Regions from separate parts of the Mus musculus genome. Here region 2 is linked to region 1. The links are chromatin contacts, called in public promoter capture Hi-C maps. All regions are on one chromosome and are shown on one strand. The core of a region is the stretch at or near the end of the contact, and the rest is flanking DNA. Distances in the headings are between cores, read along the strand shown. Region 1 overlaps Abcb11 (ATP-binding cassette, sub-family B (MDR/TAP), member 11). Region 2 overlaps Lrp2 (low density lipoprotein receptor-related protein 2).

Region 1 (3,825 bases), core at 931-3,430:
TGGGAGCCACCCAGAGAAGAAGGAGAGGAAAGGAAGTTGGAATCAGGGACAGTGACAGACAGATGGGATTATGACATGAGGATCAAACGTGTGCCCTTGGTTCTATTGACATTATTCTCTGGACAGCTGAGATAATAAGTCCAGGGGAAAATATATTTGGCCACTTAGTCACAATCACACATGAAACCATCTGCCAGGAGGCACCGTACAAACGTTTTCTGTCCACTGTATGATGAGAACACTGTCTGTTTCCTGGGGACTCACAGTCCAGAAGTCAGGGAAGCTTAGTCACAAAATCAGGACCATTCAAGTTGGTTCACTTAAGATTTCTAAGAGTGCCGGGCGGTGGTGGCACACACCTTTAATCCCAGCACTTGGGAGGCAGAGGCAGGTGGATTTCTGAGTTTGAGGACAGCCTGGTCTACAAAGTGAGTTCCAGGACAGCCAGGGCTATACAGAGAAACCCTGTCTCGAAAAAACCAAAACCAAAACCAAAACCAAACCTCCCCCCCCCCCAAAAAAAATTCCTGAGTCCATCTCAAACATAAAGTAAATCTAACTTATTTGCTGTAAAGTATTTGTATGAGTTCAGGAAAAAAAAAAAAGGCTATTTTAAATAATGTGATCAGGACGTATTTTTAGATACTTTCTAAACAATGGATAACCAAACACTATTTTTAAGGGGTAGGGGTAAAGCAGAGGTCACTTAGAGTTAGATCATATCCAGCCTGAAGTATTTCCCATAATACCTATTTCTGCAAAATACAACCTAATAGTTACCCAGAAGCTGAATTTTTTCTAATTCTTGTATATGTGCTATATAATAACCATCTAGGAAACAAAATATGTTCCATGTTCCTGAAGCATCTCCCATAGACAGTACTGGACACACCATAGATACCTAATTAAATATCAGACTTACAATACCTGCATTCAGTATCCTGTCAAAAAGCAAAGAGGATTTTTAAAAAATTGATGAAATCAGCATTTTCCTATTTATAGTATTCACAGATCCATTTTACAATGAGCTTACAAAGTGTACTGTGCTCTTAAATGCAAGACATCATAGAATGATTGCTTTCTTCTGGTCACCGGAGCATTCAGTGTGTGCATTCAGAGAAACACACTTAGCAGACATGATGATGCTGGAAAGATCCAACATGGTGGGTTGGTCTTGCAGCAGGTTACAATCACCCTGGACAATAGACATGACAGAGCTGATGGCTTTGAGAACCTGAGCCCTCTCCTTTGAATGGGTCAGATCTCTAGGACAATGCACTTCCTAGGTTTACCCATCACCAAGACCTTTCAAGCACTTTAAAATCTTCACACCTACAATCAATAACAGCAATGGCAATGGACCACAGGCAGATCAATCCCTACCCCTCCTTTGCATACCCTCCTGGATTCTACTGATATCTGCCTGCTTCTTTTTCTTTGCTCTATGCAGGAGAACCTCACCTTTCTCTCAGCATGTCTCTTGCAGTGAAGTTCACACTATTCAGGAAATTCAGACAGGGTATTATTGTAAAGGGACTGGGGTATGTGGGGGGAAGCAGGTAGAAGAGAGAAGAGTCTCAATGGCCGACTTTTTACTTCTTAAAAACAAATCAGCAGAGAGTCCAGTTAAATCAGGAGAACAGAAAAACAGATTTCGGGACATAGGAGGTTTTTTTTTACTCCTATTTTTTACTCCTATTTTTACTCCTATTTACTGGGAGAGTTCAAAACATGAAGTGGTTAAGAGCCTTTGAGCAAAGAACTCCAGAGAAATCATACTTTTTTAATTAAAAGTCTTTGTTATTTGATTATACAGCCTTGTGAACATATTACCTAAGAAGAAAGGGGAAAAAAATAAAACAGGAAAAGAGAGAAAGAAGGACTTAGAAGAGTAAACAATGAATTCTATCACCAGTGCGTCAACTATCCCTGCCAAGGCTTTGTCAAGTTGAGTTTATCTATCAGTCAACCGTGAGCTTCTCCGACCAGGATTGTGTCAAGCCGTTCATGCCTGCTTCCTTGTCTTGCTTCCTTCTCATTGTGTCCCCTGTCACCCCACTTTTTCCATCCCTAGCCATTAGTTTCCTGATTAGTCTGCACTTTCTGCTCCATTTACGGGTAAGTGACCGTCTCTCAAATACTCTCAACTCCAGCTTTGCCATGTGCCCAGTTTTCTTGCCTAACTGGTCAGCAGGACATCTGGAACTGGGAAGAATATGCTGTTAGAAGCTGCGGGGTAGAATGAGGTCACTCAGCAGGTGACCGAAAGGAAAATAGCCACAGGGGTAAGTGTCCAACGCAAACGTTTTTTTTTAGTCTGGCAAGGTGTGGCCTGGGAGACCACTTGGGGGCAGATCTTACGTAGAAAACAACGCTCTCCTTGTTCTCAGAAGTCTTGCCCCACTTACCACCGTTCCCTGATCGGGATCGTAGAACCGTTCCAACAGCTGGATGCTGGTGCTTTTACCACACCCACTGCTCCCAACGAATGCCAGCGTCTGCCCAGGATCCACAGATACCGACAGTCCATTCAGAACTTGTATATCAGGTCGAGAAGGATATGTAAATTTACAGTCGATAAAATCAATCTTCCCTTGGAAGTTGTCCTGTGGATGAGAAGACTGGAATTACACATGTCCCTACAGGAGCCTAGGACACAGAAGGTGCACCTAACTGAATACAGGATATGCATTAAACAAAAAGAAAATATGCAATATCGGGACAGCAACTCAGTGGGTGACATTTCAGTCAGGCATAGTGGTTCACACCTGTAATCCCAACACTGAGGAAGTTGAGGCAGGCAGATAGTAAGTTCACTGGAGGCCAGCCTGGGCTACATAGGGAGAGTCTGTCTCAAAACAAACAGGCAAACAAATAACACCACAAAATGGCATTTTCTTTCCAGTGCTGGCAGGTGCAGAAATAAGACAGATAAGGGAATTAAAGACATTTGTCCTCTTTTTTTTTTAAATCCTCTTCTGAAACTTTCCTTACCACCTATTTCTTATATTAAACAAAAGAATGGAAGAGAATAGCAACGGATAAGGCATCATGGAAACCAGCTAGTCTTTGAATGTTTTCACATTGCTCTTTAAAATAATGAGTTAAAAACAAAGTTGCTTGGAGTCTGTGCCACAAAGATGAATATTTCAGTGCGGTTCAAACTATCTGGTGGACAACTAAATTAGTTTCTATTTCCTAGCTACTATGACTAGTACCACAGTAAACATAGCCACGAAAGACTCTCTTGTAGTATGCTGACTTCAGTTATGGAGACACCAAAGAATGGTGCTGCTGACTCTCTCTCTCTCTCTCTCTCTCTCTCTCTCTCTCTCTCTCTCTCTCTCTCTCTTCCTTTTTGAAAAGGAAATTCTATGCTGATTTCCATAGTGGGTGCCCAATTTACATTCTTACCAGCAGTGAAAAAGGATTCTTCTTTCCCTACAGCCTCTCTAGCCTATGATGTCATGTATGCTCTCAATGTTGGACGTTCTGACTGGGTAATACGGTCTTTCAGAGCATCTTTAATTTGCCTTTCTCTCCTACCTAGGGGTGTCAAATGTATATTTCAAGTGTGTTTTGCCATTTACATTTCTTCTTTGGGGACTGTTGATAAATGGAGACTTTAGCTCATTTATCGTTTAGATGATTTGGTTTGGGTAGATTGATTTTTTACAGTTCTTTTTATATCCTAGCTATTATTTCTTTATCGGATGGATACGTGGGAAACTTTCTCTGCCCACTCTATAGTTTCTCCTCTCTGGGAGTGCTCCCTTTTGTGCAGAAGCTTTCTTTTTTTTCTTTTTTCTTTTATTAGGTATTTTC
Region 2 (3,713 bases), core at 585-3,084, 200 kb after region 1:
AAATAATCAATACAAATAACATTCACATCTTTTTTACTGTTACTTTATTAATGAGTTTCCCCTAGGAAGGGATAAAATTATGCACTAAGATTTGTGATTAAGGATTATAGCACTGATAGTTTTTTTTTAAGTGTAATTATATTTTCAACATTAAGGAAGAAGAAATACTGTACTATCTTAAATCTCTAAGTTACCACTGATACACCATTAGTGATACAGAAAATGATAAGTTGTATTATGACACGTTATAATTTGTAAGATGTACTTCATTTTGAGACATGTTAAAATATAAAAGAAAGCATATATCTCAGAAATGAGGAGTTTTGATTATTTATATTAAGGGTTGTTATGAAGATCCAAGGCTTCAAATGATACTTTGCTATGGGAAATATCTAAAAACAAATGGAAAAAAGATTGTTACATTGCTTAAAATAGTGTATTAAATGTAGAAATTAATGTACAAAAAAGAGTAAACCTTTCTTGGTTTTCGGATTCAGAGAAATTCATTTCTTCTGGTGCTGGGGATTGAACCTTGAGCCTTCAACCTTGGGCTTTTGCACATGCTAAACATGCGTGTAACTCTACAACATGGATATTGAGCTACACCCAGCCTCTACTTATTAACATCTCTAGACTTTATTGCCTTTATAATAAAGCAAAAGATGATCAATAGTTTGTTTGTGTTGGAGCCTGCTAAATAGCTATTCTTATCCCTAATTTTCTGGGTCTAGATTATCCAGGATAGATTCCTCACAGTTTGGAGTCTGTCCAAATTCTACTTTTCTCTTTCTTGCCTGATGATCTTGTCCCTGGCAATCTCTACAAGTCACCAATTCCTGTCATTGCCAGCTTTCTTTCATCCTCTGTCATCTACTCCCAAACTCAGGTCGTTCGGAGAAGCTGAAGAAGCTGGGGCTAGATAAGGAAGTGGTGAGCAGCTTTTGCCTCAGGAGTTAAGCCTCGTCTACCTTTCAGATGAAACGTGTTTCAGTCACAGGCTTGTTATTATTTTAGCTAAAGGAAACTTCTATTTCTTATGGCATAATAAAGCTATTCATCTATATATTTAGGATAGACTAAGAACATTGAGTTTCAAGAGTAGGAGAATGCCACTCAGTTTACCACTGCCTGAAAATTACAGTCATGAAAACTTAGAAGTCTGAGCTGCCAATATCGATCTATTTAAAAATAAATAAACCTCCCCAAGTTTTCTAATTCTTCTCGAGAAGGTTTCAGTGTCTCTAGGAATTTTTTCATATATTGGCAAGCTTGTTGTGATCCTCTTTCCAATGCCATAGTATCTCTACAGTGAACTATTCTCTTAACTCTACCACTGGACTTTGTGATTAAGAGGTCCGGAATGCAGAAAGATCTCCCTTGAGTGAATCATTAATCTTCCAAAGTAAGAGACCTTAACAGGAGCAGATCTATGATAACATTTAGAATGGAAAATTTCCATACAACTTCTTTCATTTGAAGACCAGGAACATCTAGCCATCACCTTAATCCACGGAACAGTGACATTAAGGCTAGGCATGCAGCTTAGTGTCAGAGCAGTTGCCTAGCAACCAGCTTCTACAAACATAAGCATATGGCTCTCTGTTTATAAGACAGTCTCTCTAGCTTCCAGCTTATATATATGTAAAAAAAAAAAGAAGAAGAAAAAAAGGAATAGAAATATCACAGAAATAGCAAGTTACTCTACCTTTACAATTACAGAAATGTTATCTGTAGCCTGACTTCAGCTTTATAATTTCCTTTATGATTGAATGGTGCTAGGAAAATTTACATGTCATCCCATGACTGAACTGGGTTTGGGTGCTCTGAGCACACTCACATTCGAGGGATGCGTGTGTCACATACACGTGATGCATAAGCAATGATTTCAGTCTGTATTCCAAAGGGTCATGATGCGCATCTTAATTTTTTTAGAAGCCCTATCTGTCTCATTGTATTCAATGATATGGAATGTAAAGGAAGGAAGAGATGGGGAGGTAGTGAGGGACCAAGATGAAAGAAGGTGATGGGCCTGGGGACCCCAGCAGTGGCATTATAAATAATTTTACACCTAGTTGAGCATGCCTTTAATCCCAGTGCGTGGGAAGGAGAGGCAGGTGGACCTCTGTGAGTTCAAAGACACTATGGTCTACATAGTGAACTCCAGGACACCCAGGGCTACATAGTGAGACCCTGTTTTGAAATAAAATAAAGAGGAAGATAAAGAAAAAGAATTCTACACCTCTGTCGAATGACAAGCCCATATCTGAATTCCGTATCACATCTAAAAAGAAGTTAATGCTACACTGCTTATTTCCTTTAACTAAACCATCTTTCAGTGAAAGTCCACTTGAATAGAAAGTATTGCTCTAAATACAGGCACAGGCAACAAGAGAAAGCCTCAGTTAGCCCAAGTCAAACTTGGAAAATCTTGAGCCTCCTAAAGCTGTTTACATACCAGTCTCTGTGTAGAGATCTGCCACCTGGCTTACCAAATTGTATCCAAAGCTTAATAAAGTCACTTCATTTTGACAAGCACTCCAAGTCCCTCTGAAAGGGTGAGATTAGTGGCAAGCCAAGTCAGTGTGATCAGTTAGTAACTATCAAAAAGTCTTCTGGATGCCTGGGGTATGTATGGTGGGGGCAATGCAGGCGGCAGTCATGTAATACCCAAGGAGTTGAAAACACATAACCAGTTACACGCTCTCAGTGTTTAAAGAGCTCCCTCAGAGGCCACTGGGACGACCTGAGTTCCATGTCTAGAGCCTATGGAAAGATGAAAGGAAAGAACCATACCATACAATTGTACTCTGCTGTACACACACAGAGGCACATAGACTATGGCATGCCTGGGTACACATACACACAGTAGCTAGTTGGCTGATTGAAAGAGGTCAGACTGTGTCAAAAATAGCACAACAGGTGCCTGAGGGCACCGGAGGCCACTCTCCTTGCCTGGAGTTCCATAGATACTTAATTTCTGCTTCTGTTACTCTCTTTGCTCCTCAGCGAGTGACTTAAACTTCGAGAGCATCGGTATGGAGGTAGACAATCCCAGCCACCCATTGGGGCAGTAACAATTAGATAGTGTGCATACGAGCTAGGAAGGGATACCAAAGGTATGAGCTACTAATATAGCCTCAACCATTCCAAATGAACCAAATCCATCCCTTGGTTATGTTAATCTCTTCCAACCCAAAGTCTTCCTCCTACTTAGAGGAAAAGAAAGAGCCACACATGATGGTACACACCTCTAATCCTAGCACTTGGGGGTGGAGGCAGGAGAATTAGAACTTGTAGGTGATCCTTGACGACACAGTGTTTGAGGCCCATCTGGGTCATTTGAGAGTCTGGTTATTTTGTCATAGTGAAATATAAAAGGAACTGTTCACTTACTGCAACCAGTTTCATCAGAAAGGTCTCCACAGTCGTCCACATTATCACACACATAGTGCTGCGAGACGCAGTTCCCATTGCTGCACTTGTATTCGGTGTCTGTGCAAGGTTTGTGTGTTGGTTTTCTACCTGCAATTTAAGAACGAGGTAAAGTCAAAACTCTTCCTCATCAAAGCAGAATGCTTCACTTGTCCACTCACAGATAAATACACGTTTCCCCACTTTTCCCTGGCTCCCTTGCAGCTAGTGACTAGTTCTAGTCATTGGGCTGTGTATTGGAAGTGACATATGTCACCCTTGGACTAAAGCAATCCAAAGCC

What was found. Promoter capture Hi-C pulls out the DNA fragments that hold promoters and counts their contacts.
Region 2: a promoter capture Hi-C map of 3T3-L1-derived adipocytes shows a contact between it and region 1, with 2.8 times the contacts expected there. The contact joins two enhancer-like sites. A contact is called at or near these places in 6 of 39 promoter capture datasets (the 3T3-L1 cell line, 3T3-L1-derived adipocytes, embryonic stem cells and 3 more), 1 of 484 Hi-C or Micro-C datasets (bone marrow-derived macrophages), 2 of 115 datasets of contacts at active chromatin or transcription factors (SST interneurons and a beta-TC-6 cell line) and 1 of 9 other capture datasets (embryonic stem cells).

Annotation. Positions count from the first base shown.
Region 1 is chr2:69,246,306-69,250,130 of GRCm38.p6, forward strand. It overlaps Abcb11 (ATP-binding cassette, sub-family B (MDR/TAP), member 11), which reads right to left. Exons shown (of 28, transcript NM_021022.3): 25 at 2,409-2,606. Among named protein-coding and RNA genes, the nearest start is that of G6pc2, 28 kb to the left of the region's middle. Within about 2 kb of position 2,181, at least 4 of the 459 cell types and tissues checked have an H3K27ac peak or open chromatin away from gene starts, as enhancers often do.
Region 2 is chr2:69,444,722-69,448,434 of GRCm38.p6, forward strand. Lrp2 (low density lipoprotein receptor-related protein 2) reads right to left here. Exons shown (of 79, transcript NM_001081088.2): 63 at 3,394-3,522. Among named protein-coding and RNA genes, the nearest start is that of Gm36393, 41 kb to the left of the region's middle. Within about 2 kb of position 1,835, at least 13 of the 459 cell types and tissues checked have an H3K27ac peak or open chromatin away from gene starts, as enhancers often do.